3 separate regions of the Mus musculus genome follow, and regions 1 and 2 are each linked to region 3. The links are chromatin contacts, called in public Hi-C and HiCAR-type maps. All regions are on one chromosome and are shown on one strand. The core of a region is the stretch at or near the end of the contact, and the rest is flanking DNA. Distances in the headings are between cores, read along the strand shown.

Region 1 (3,004 bases), core at 192-2,691, 540 kb before region 3:
TCCAGCAACTATAGAGCTTCAATCAAATTGGAATCGTGCACAGAATAAAATCTTGTATTCATGGTGGAAAACAGAGCATTGATTGAAACACATGCCATGTCCCACAAGGCTGGGAATTTCATGCCACGGGATGGTAGGGAATCCTGGCAGGGCAGGGGCTGGATGCCAGGGCAGGGCTTTTCAGCAAGCCAGCTTCTCATCCAGAAATATGTGGTGCCAGGACAATTCTCTGGCTGTTTGGATGCCTGGCCACCTACAGAATCTATAAAAGTTTAACTTTTAGAAAACTACCAATGAAACCAAAAATAGATTTATCCTTGGGTCCGAGTGCATATTTCTGTCGGCTGGTAAATTCAATCGGGGAAACACACACGTATGCGCGCACACACACACACACACACACACACACACACACACACACACACACACACAGGAGTCTTACCTGCAGCACTGGCAGTGTATATAGTACAAAGGAATGAAGAGGAGGCTGAAGACGTGCCCTCCCAACAGTACTTTAAACAGAGGCTCAGCCAGTAGATAGGGAAGGGAAGACCAAGGTCATAGTGTAAGATGGTCAAGTGTTTGCAGTGTTTGAAGGACTACTGCGTGGTTCAGAGGATAGCTGGGGTCCTCAAGGGCCAATGAAGTCCATAGCTACATGCCAAATGAGGACTTTGCAGCGCTGGTTCATTATGCAGACAGCCAACAAGTACCTACTGTGTTCTCGGCATCGCTGCATCTGCCAACTGTCTAACCCTGTTCCCAACAAAAACGGGCAAAGCTTAAGACCCTGAGGATCTTAACTGTAGGGCTGGCTGCCGGGCTGGCTACCAGACTTTTATCCAAAGCCCTGCTTTTACCCTTAACCTTTTATTTGTTCTCAAATAATTTATTCTCAATACACATGACCTCCTTCCTCTTTTCAAAAAGGAACAAGTAATAATTGACCCCGTGGAAAAAGGCTGCGACAGTCTAGGCATGGGAGACGGTGACAGCGGTACCCGTGAGAGTGGGATTACAATTCACACTGATCTGTTCCTTGCTTCCTGTTGCCCAGGGCCCTGGATTTTGTGTGCAGAACCTGGATTGAGAGCTGGGGCGGGGTTGGGAATATGAGGGGCTGCGCTGCGCTGATAGAAGGGGCTCCAAGCTGGGCTGTGTGTTGGGCTGCCAGACCCTTGCCCAGAGAAGCTAACTGGCAGCCAAGATACCTTAGGAAAATGAGCATCACGGCGAGCAGTTATTTGTCCATCTGGCGCCTTTCTGAGGAGCATAAAGCATTGAACTCATGCCTGCTAACATCCTCCTGAAGAAAGGAAGTGGCAGATAGTGTTAAATGTTACTGGTTAATCATGGGGAAGCTGAAGCACGGATAGGTTTATGGGCTCGAGCAGAGTCACACAATGCCGCAGTGTCTGGCCTGGGAATGAAGCCCGAGTTTGCCGCTCGCTGTCAGGACTGCCGACAGCATTGTGTCTCGCATTGTACAGCCATGAAAGGGGCTTACTCTTAACAATGCGAGGGCTGCTGTAGGAGACAAACCCAGTGACCTTTGGTACAGTATAGTCTAGAGGCCAAAGTGAGTAATTTTAAGTAAATTGACTATAAGATCCAAAGCTTCATTAGGTTTTAAAACAAGAAACAAATGAAAACTCTGTACAGTTTGGGGAGCCGATTTACAAAGCACGAACATTCCTCCCAGCTCTGAAATGGCACGTACTTAAAAGTTCTCTGGAGCTGGCTCAAAATATAACACTTTCTCTGTGAACCATGCCACTTGTTTTCAATACATATGTATTCCTAGGTTTCTGAGATAGGTTTCAAATATATATATATATATATATATTTTTGTACGTACTACGAGTCCAGTGTTTCTCTTCTACGGTGCTGTTTCCCCCTAGTCTAAGTTTGGAAGAGGGAGGAGGCTTTCTCTATCATTCAGATTTAGTTTGGGCTCCATCGGAGCAGTGGGGACTACAGAGCTGGGGAATTCTGGACAGTGGTGGAGCGAGCCCAGGGCACTGTCATGCTGGGTGACATTACAGGCTGTGTGACTCAGCCATGGGACAGAGCTGACACTCTGGGGAGGAATGGAAGAGGAAAGAGAGCAGAGTGTTATCGCTCAGTTGTCATCTGTCAGTGTCTGAGGCTCACCGACAGGAATCAAAAGATGACATAGATTTTGGTGGGCTTGGGTATAAAGTTGCTGTGTTTTGGATTTTAAAGAGAGCATGGAGATGAAATTGCATAACTTTGGGCAAAATCTGCCTGTCTGTCTGTCTATCTATGTATCTATCTGCCTACCTATCTAGTATGTGTGCGTGGCACAGCATCTGTAGAGGCCAGAAGATAGGGAACTCGTGGGAGTTAGCTCCTCACTTCTACCACATGGGGAAGAACTGAGGTCCTTCGTCTTGGTGGCCAGCATCTTTACTCCTTGAGCCATCCTGCAGCCTCGCACACTTCATGTTGTATTTAGGATTTATGGTAATTTGGTTCACATAGTGGGGCCAGTCCCCGTGCCCTCCAGAAGCTGGTCCAGAGGAACTACATGGGAAGAGCTGAGTGAGCCTTGTTTCCCCAAACAAAGACCAAAGCAGCCAGTCATAGCTGTGTAGTGCTGTCTGTCATTCATATATATATATATACTCACGCAGAGATATGTCTAGTCACGAGGAGCCTAAGGGATGAGGAAGAGTTGCGGACAGTGTGACCCAGTCTTCATGTGAATCCAAAAAGTGAGTGACATGGTGGTGTAGAGGAGGCTGGTGATTGTTGTGGTCATTAATCTTGTAGGAGATGGCATAGTGGGATGTAAGTAAAAGCCAAGGAAGAGCGACAGTGATGCCACAGTAGGGTGGGCAGCCATAGGCAGCAGCCTGGAATCATTAGGACTCCTCAGACTTAAAAAGAAGAGAGGAAATATGATTAGAGTTTAATAAATCCATGTAGAATATGGATCATAAAATTGTCTAACAGAAGTCAGCAAAAACCTCTTAAAACC
Region 2 (2,962 bases), core at 446-2,945, 510 kb after region 3:
GAGTTCTGTCCCAGGGCCTCTGGTGAAAGGCACTTGCCGCCAAGCCTGATACCCTGAGTCAACAAACTGCAGGGCCCACGTGGTGGAAGGAGAAAACTGACTACTACGAGTTGCCCTCTGACGTCCTCTGTGTACCGTGGCCCATGCAAGCCAACCTCCTCATACAAAATAAATAAGTAAATGGAAATGTAATTTTTAACAGGAGTTTTGAAAAGAAAATTTGAAAAGAAACTGTAATGACAAAAATTGAAAACCATCCATAACTTACATCAGAAGATGACCATCCAGTTGGGTACAGTACAGGATAGCCATCTGACGTCAGATTGGGAAATGAAATTGCCAGCCGAAGTTCTGGCATTGGGAAATGCCCTCTTTTTCTAATCTGTAGGAAAACAAATACACATATAATCATTTTCGGCTATTTCCAAGGCGTCCTCTCCATTTTACATAGGACTTGGCTTCTTTTCTTGTTTGCATGTTTTTGTGCATGTGGTATATGTGTGTTTGTATGTGTATGTTCACATGCATACGTAAGTACATAGGCATGTTTGCGTGGGCAAATACTACCATGTACTATCTGAATGGTGCTTTCAGGATTGACACTGGACATTCATTTTATAGGTAGTTTCAGCCTATTTGCTCTTTCTAGCAAATGATTATCATAGCATTTTCATAAAGCATGCACTGCTCTGTGTCAGAAGCATGAAAAGTATATAACTTAGCATTATAGCTATATGTTAGTTAAGCTGTTTGTATGGAAAACCCAAGGCATGTAAGGTCAGTTATTACGTTGTTCTCTTATGGGCAGGTTAAACAAGCACACTGAATACCCACTAGGATAATACACTTCCCAGTGTATTATCAACCTGGGTTAAGCAGTCCAGTGAAATCATCAGTGGGAAATCAGTATTGAAAATTAACACTATTGTTAATCTCTTGCCACACCTTCTCTCTGTGTGTGTGTGTTGCATGTATATAAAAATGTAAGTCTGTTTGTCCCTGTGTATGCATGTGTAGGTCAGGAGAGGTCAGATGTCTTCCTCTATCACTCTGTGCCATTTCTTTTAGACATCATCTTTCACTGATCTAGACTTTCATCATTTAGGTTGGGCAGGCTAGCCAGCACACTCTCAGGATCCATATGTTTCTGCTCCCCAATGCTAGGGTAACAGGCACACACTAGATTTTCCTTTCTTTCTTCCTTCCTTCCTTCCTTCCTTCCTTCCTTCCTTCCTTCTTTCCTTCCTTCTTTTCTTCCTTCCTTCCTTTCTTTTTTTTTAACGTAAGTGCTTGAGATTGGAACTCAGGGCCGCGTGACTGCACAGCGAGAGCTCTTGCCCACCAAGGGTCTCCTAAGCCTCTATCCAGAGTTTCTGGAGGTAGAGATCATTTACTTGATCCACACAAGAAAAACTTAGCACATGTTTTGGTTGTTTTAACCTAGTTAACTGCAATGCCAGACGCCCTGAGTCATCTATCTCTAGCCTCAGCTACACGGGGGACCTGCCTGCCATCACTGGTTGGTAAGATAGGCATCCACTGTCTTCCTTTTGTCACTGTATCACAAGCTAGCGATACTGTACCCTGGTTACTGATGCCCCGGTCTGATGAGCTGAGTGACTTCCACCTCAGTTTCTATGCGTGTTTTACCCGCTAACTCTGAATCGGCAATCGATGTCCCTGAATCGGGACCACCAGATGCAGTGTACCCCCTGGATACCAGCATACAAGCATGATCTCCAGCTCCTACACATTAATGGCTCCTTAGTGATGTTTACTTAGCTGTATGGGAACTCTTTAATCATCACCAACAGATTCCAGGCCTGCCTAACTATAAAGCGTCCTCTGGGGAGAGTTGCTTAGATCTGCAATGGTCCTCCACAGTTACTGAAGGTTACATCATCCTTCAGCCATGGGACTGTGGAGATTCCTGTCTGCGCCTGGCCTCTTACATATGAACATGGTCCGCAACCATGGGAGTTGTAATCTACCCAGGGCTTGCCTGGCACAGCCATTCAGTTGCATGCTCTCTTCTTCTGACATTCAGTTGGGATCATTTATTCTGATTCATCATGGTTTTCTTACTAAGAAGAGATCTTTCTAAAAACACCGGAAAATGTTGAGAGCAAGCAGAAAACGGAAGCCTTCTACAACCCACCCACTTTAGTTGCATTTTACTGCATAAACTTATCTTTGTTATTTACACATATTATGTCATAACATTTATATATTATATATACAAAACCAAAACTCCATATGTTCATTAAATCTATTACGTTGTTTCTCAGTGACATACTGGTTAGTTGAGAATACGACCTCTAACAGCTAGATAACAAATATCTTTCAGCACCTGTCACCCGGGTGAAACTTGCTGTGCTAATCTGGTTTGCAGTTTTACCTTAGCTTTTAACTCTAGGAATTAGATTATCATCTCTGTTTTATTCCCAAGCATCAAAGGGAAAACAATAGAAAACCGAATAAGCTTGGAAAACTGATAACTAGCGAATGTAGCCAAGATATTATAATATATTGTCTTCCCATTGAATATATAACATTGTCTTTACCAAATGAATGACAGTTTATTTAAGTAATTTCATAGTGTTAAGAGTTAAAAATTTAAGTGCTTTATAAGAGTGTTATTAAAATTTTTAATCATTAGTAATTTCTTAGGGAAAATTACTGATAGTAAGTCACTAGGACTCACCTAAATATGTTGTTTTTATTTTTAGCCAGGTAATTTATTCTAGAGTTAATTTTAACAGTGGGGGTCTGTCTTGCCCAACCATTGATGGCAGGTCTCCAGTTAATTTAGTACAGCAAAGCTACAGGAGATACACTGTGCTATTATTCATGTGAACGTTATTTGTAAGAGGGAGCTCCTATCTCAAAGCCGGAGCCTGTGAGTTTCAATATCTGAAGAACTACAACACTGAAGTTTTTTCCCTTTTCACTCTTTTTGTTT
Region 3 (3,007 bases), core at 67-2,566:
CAAGCAGACGTCTCATGAATCACCAAAGTGACTCGAGAGTAATTGTCGTGAAGCTGCGGGGTTACCACTATTTTTAAAAAAGAAATCCAGCCTGGAGACTAATTGTAATAAAATCAATTCATTTTTAATTTTAGAAGATAAACTTCAGAAATTTGCTCTTTAATCCAGGTCGGAGTCTAAATAGCTTGTGGGCTGCTTGGTTCACAGAAGTTAACAGGAATGAGGCAAAGTGGAGAAAACTGTAAAGTACTTAAAACACTTCGGGCTAATAATTTGGTTTGTCTTTCTTCTTTTTCGCGGGGCTTGGGGGAAAGAGGCAGAAGGAGCATCCGCTAAGCGTAAAACTACCTCCCTCTAAAAATTTCAGTACCCACATTTCCAAGTTTGGGCAAAGTTTCTGAAACCACGTCCCCCGGCCACCCAAGAAAATTCGGTATCTCCCATCCCCCACCCCGTCATTTTTTTTTTAAAGAGTCTCCAAAAGATATGGAAGGAAGATGGATAGATTGCTAGTAGGTCGACTGTAATCTCCAGGCTACGGATGCTCGCCCTTCTCCCGAGCCAGCCAGGGGAGATAACATCTAAAGTCATTAGGACCAGAACTTGGAGCATCTACCCCTAACTACTGAGGCTCCAGCTCCTCCACTCAAGCCCTTTCCTTTTTGAGGGTAACCTGGCTCTAAACTCCGCTCTCTATCCTAAAGTGTCACTGCCTTCAGTCTTTCCCTCCCGTTCCGTTCTACAGGAGTAGCCGGGTGGTTCCAACATCTTCCGAGAGCAGCGTAGGTCAGAACAGACCAAGTGGAGACAGCAGAAAAGTAGAACCCCTGCCCCAGCCGAGCCTCTGGGCGCATCCCTTCCACTCACCCTGGGCGCTGCGGTCCTCCATGAACTGGCAGAGTAGCAGCAGCAGGAGGCAGAGCCCGCCGGGCTGGTGCCTGGCGCAGACCATCCTGGGGCAGGCGCGGGGCGAGGAGCGCGGCGGCGGGTGGCTCGGGCGAGCGGCGCGCGTCGCAGAGGCGAGCGGCGGAGGGCGCAGCGATCCCGGCGCAGCCCCGCGCTCGCCACCGGCCGCCCGCGCGATTCAATGGACGTCAGAAGCCGGGCGCAGCCGCGCTTTAAATCTAGACGGGGGTCTCCGAGGTTTGCGGTGGGCGGTCTCCCAGTGTGTGGGGCTGTGGGAGGGCGGCCGCGACCGAGGGTGTGCCGGCTCTTTGGGGGTGGGGAGCTTTTAAAAGTTCAGTGTGAATCAGGTGACATTTCCCACCTTCTGGAAACCCTTCCCAATTATCTGTCGGAGGTGCCCGAAATCAAAGCGGCAGGAGGGGAATCGCCGAGTTCTTATTTGCGTAGGAGCGGGAGGGGAGGGGGGAAGGAGGCAGGGGCGGGGGCTGGGGGCGACGCGTCGGGGGTGGGGAGGAACATCCACTTCAGTCCTGCACGCCGCCGCTCGGAGCCGGCGCGCCCGGGGTGGCGTGCGAGTGTGTGTGTGCGCGCGTGTGTGCGTGTGCGCGTGTGAGTGAGGGCGCTGGAGGAGGCGGCCGGCGGAGCGCGGGGACCCCGGAGGACCCCGGGAATGGGTCCCCAGCACCTCTGCTCCAGGGCTCCGGGATGAGACTTCTGCAACCCGCCGCAGGATCCCTGAGCTGCTTCAATGCCCGGGGGAGCAGTTTCAGGAGCCTCCCTGCAGAGCCTTGGCGCGGGGTCCCGGAGACGTTTTGTGTCCCGAGGTCTCTTACGTGTCTTACTTTGCGGCCACCCTGCCAGCTCCCCCGCCTCCCACTCCCTCCCGCGCCCCCTCCCCCCCCAGCCTGGAGTAGGTTGCTAAGAACCCCGACCCCCGGGCACCTTCCACCCGGGCCGAGCGCTGCGGAGACGCGGCCCTCGGGCTCCACAAGTCAGAAGCAAACAAAAATGTTTAACACCTCGGAGCCGGCCGCCCCCGGCAGTCTCGCCCTCTCCCTTTCTTTTCTCCCCTTTCACTTCGTCGCGTCTGGAGTCGCAGCCCCGAGCGGGGGCGCCGACGTAGGCGGTCTGCCCCCCTCCTCCCCCGCTCCGAGACGCCCCAGTTTCTGTCCCGACTCCTCTCTCTCTCTCTCTCTCTCTCTCTTATTTAAAAAAAAGATTGCACCATGATAATGAACTTCTGCAGCCTCAGTTTATTGAGTGCAATGCCTGGCATTCTTCGCCGAAAGTTGGCGGGTCTTCTCATTTATAACATTTTCTGGCACGGCTGAATGAAACTGAGGAGGCGATATTTCCTTTTATATAAAACGATTACTTCACGGAAAAGGCTATATTGTTTATTTCAAAGCTGCCTTTTAAATTTCTATTCTTTTCGCTTCTGAAGCCCGAACGACAACAAACAGCGAACAAAACAGACAAAATTCTTGGACATTCCCAGGTCATTGGGATTTGCTCTTACGGATTTCAAATTCGCCCTTCTTCTCTAGCCCCAGCCCTAGCGCCCCCCCCCCCCGGTCCTCCTCTCATCCTCCCACCCCCATCTTCCATCACCCTCCTCCTACCCCCTCCACAACTGCAAATAACTCAGTGATAACAGATTTTTTTCCACCAACTGCAGGAGATAGTGCTAATCTTTTAATAAAAGGTCCCATTACAATGGGATCTGTCTGGACAGACTATAATAGATCCCGAAATACAGCCGTGCTAATATTAGAAGACAGTTGTTTGGGTGCCTCTCAGACGGGCCCAAGCCCCCCTTTGAAAGTGGGCATGAATCACAAAGCCCCGCGGCCGCCGCACCTGCACCGCGCGCATTCGGTGCAGCAGGCTGGTAAAAACGGGTGACCTCGCCGCCGCTTTTCGCTTTATAATTACAGTCATGAGGACGGAGCGGCGGGGAGGGGAGTGGGTGACCCGGGAGAGCCGGCTTTTTGCTCACTTTAGACGGCTCTGGGGCTTCACATCCTTCTTAATCTTGCCAGATTCATTTTGTCTGTTTCTGTCTGTCTGCCCGTTTGTCAGTCTCCTTCCTCTTCAGGCT

The links. A called contact is a pair of places that touch in the nucleus more often than the background predicts. HiCAR-type assays count read pairs that join an accessible place to other places.
Region 1: a contact with region 3 is called in a HiCAR-type map of astrocytes, with 5 times the contacts expected there. The contact joins the enhancer-like site here to the promoter of Fst in region 3. A contact is called at or near these places in 8 of 39 promoter capture datasets (cranial neural crest, frontonasal cranial neural crest, hippocampal neurons and 4 more), 1 of 484 Hi-C or Micro-C datasets (bone marrow-derived macrophages), 19 of 115 datasets of contacts at active chromatin or transcription factors (astrocytes, bone marrow-derived macrophages, craniofacial prominence and 14 more) and 4 of 9 other capture datasets (adipose tissue, embryonic stem cells, liver and 1 more).
Region 2: a contact with region 3 is called in a Hi-C map of the N1E-115 cell line, with 7 times the contacts expected there. The contact joins the enhancer-like site here to the promoter of Fst in region 3. A contact is called at or near these places in 1 of 39 promoter capture datasets (hippocampal neurons), 9 of 484 Hi-C or Micro-C datasets (the N1E-115 cell line, cerebellum, cortical neurons and 4 more) and 3 of 115 datasets of contacts at active chromatin or transcription factors (astrocytes, pancreatic cancer cells and stem cell-derived neural progenitor cells).

Annotation. Positions count from the first base shown.
Region 1 is chr13:113,916,835-113,919,838 of GRCm38.p6, forward strand. All of the region lies in intron 1 of Arl15 (ADP-ribosylation factor-like 15), which reads left to right. Among named protein-coding and RNA genes, the nearest start is that of Arl15, 120 kb to the left of the region's middle. Within about 2 kb of position 1,442, at least 56 of the 459 cell types and tissues checked have an H3K27ac peak or open chromatin away from gene starts, as enhancers often do. A contact at or near this core is called in astrocytes, embryonic basal ganglia, embryonic forebrain and 4 more, where this site is marked.
Region 2 is chr13:114,970,211-114,973,172 of GRCm38.p6, forward strand. Itga1 (integrin alpha 1) reads right to left here. Exons shown (of 29, transcript NM_001033228.3): 24 at 269-382. Among named protein-coding and RNA genes, the nearest start is that of Itga2, 40 kb to the left of the region's middle. Within about 2 kb of position 1,696, at least 1 of the 459 cell types and tissues checked has an H3K27ac peak or open chromatin away from gene starts, as enhancers often do. A contact at or near this core is called in the N1E-115 cell line, where this site is marked.
Region 3 is chr13:114,457,635-114,460,641 of GRCm38.p6, forward strand. It overlaps Fst (follistatin), which reads right to left and starts at 1,317. Exons shown (of 6, transcript NM_001301373.1): 1 at 868-1,317. The coding sequence starts at 952. The region is part of intron 1 of Gm41074 (a long non-coding RNA gene); the gene reads left to right.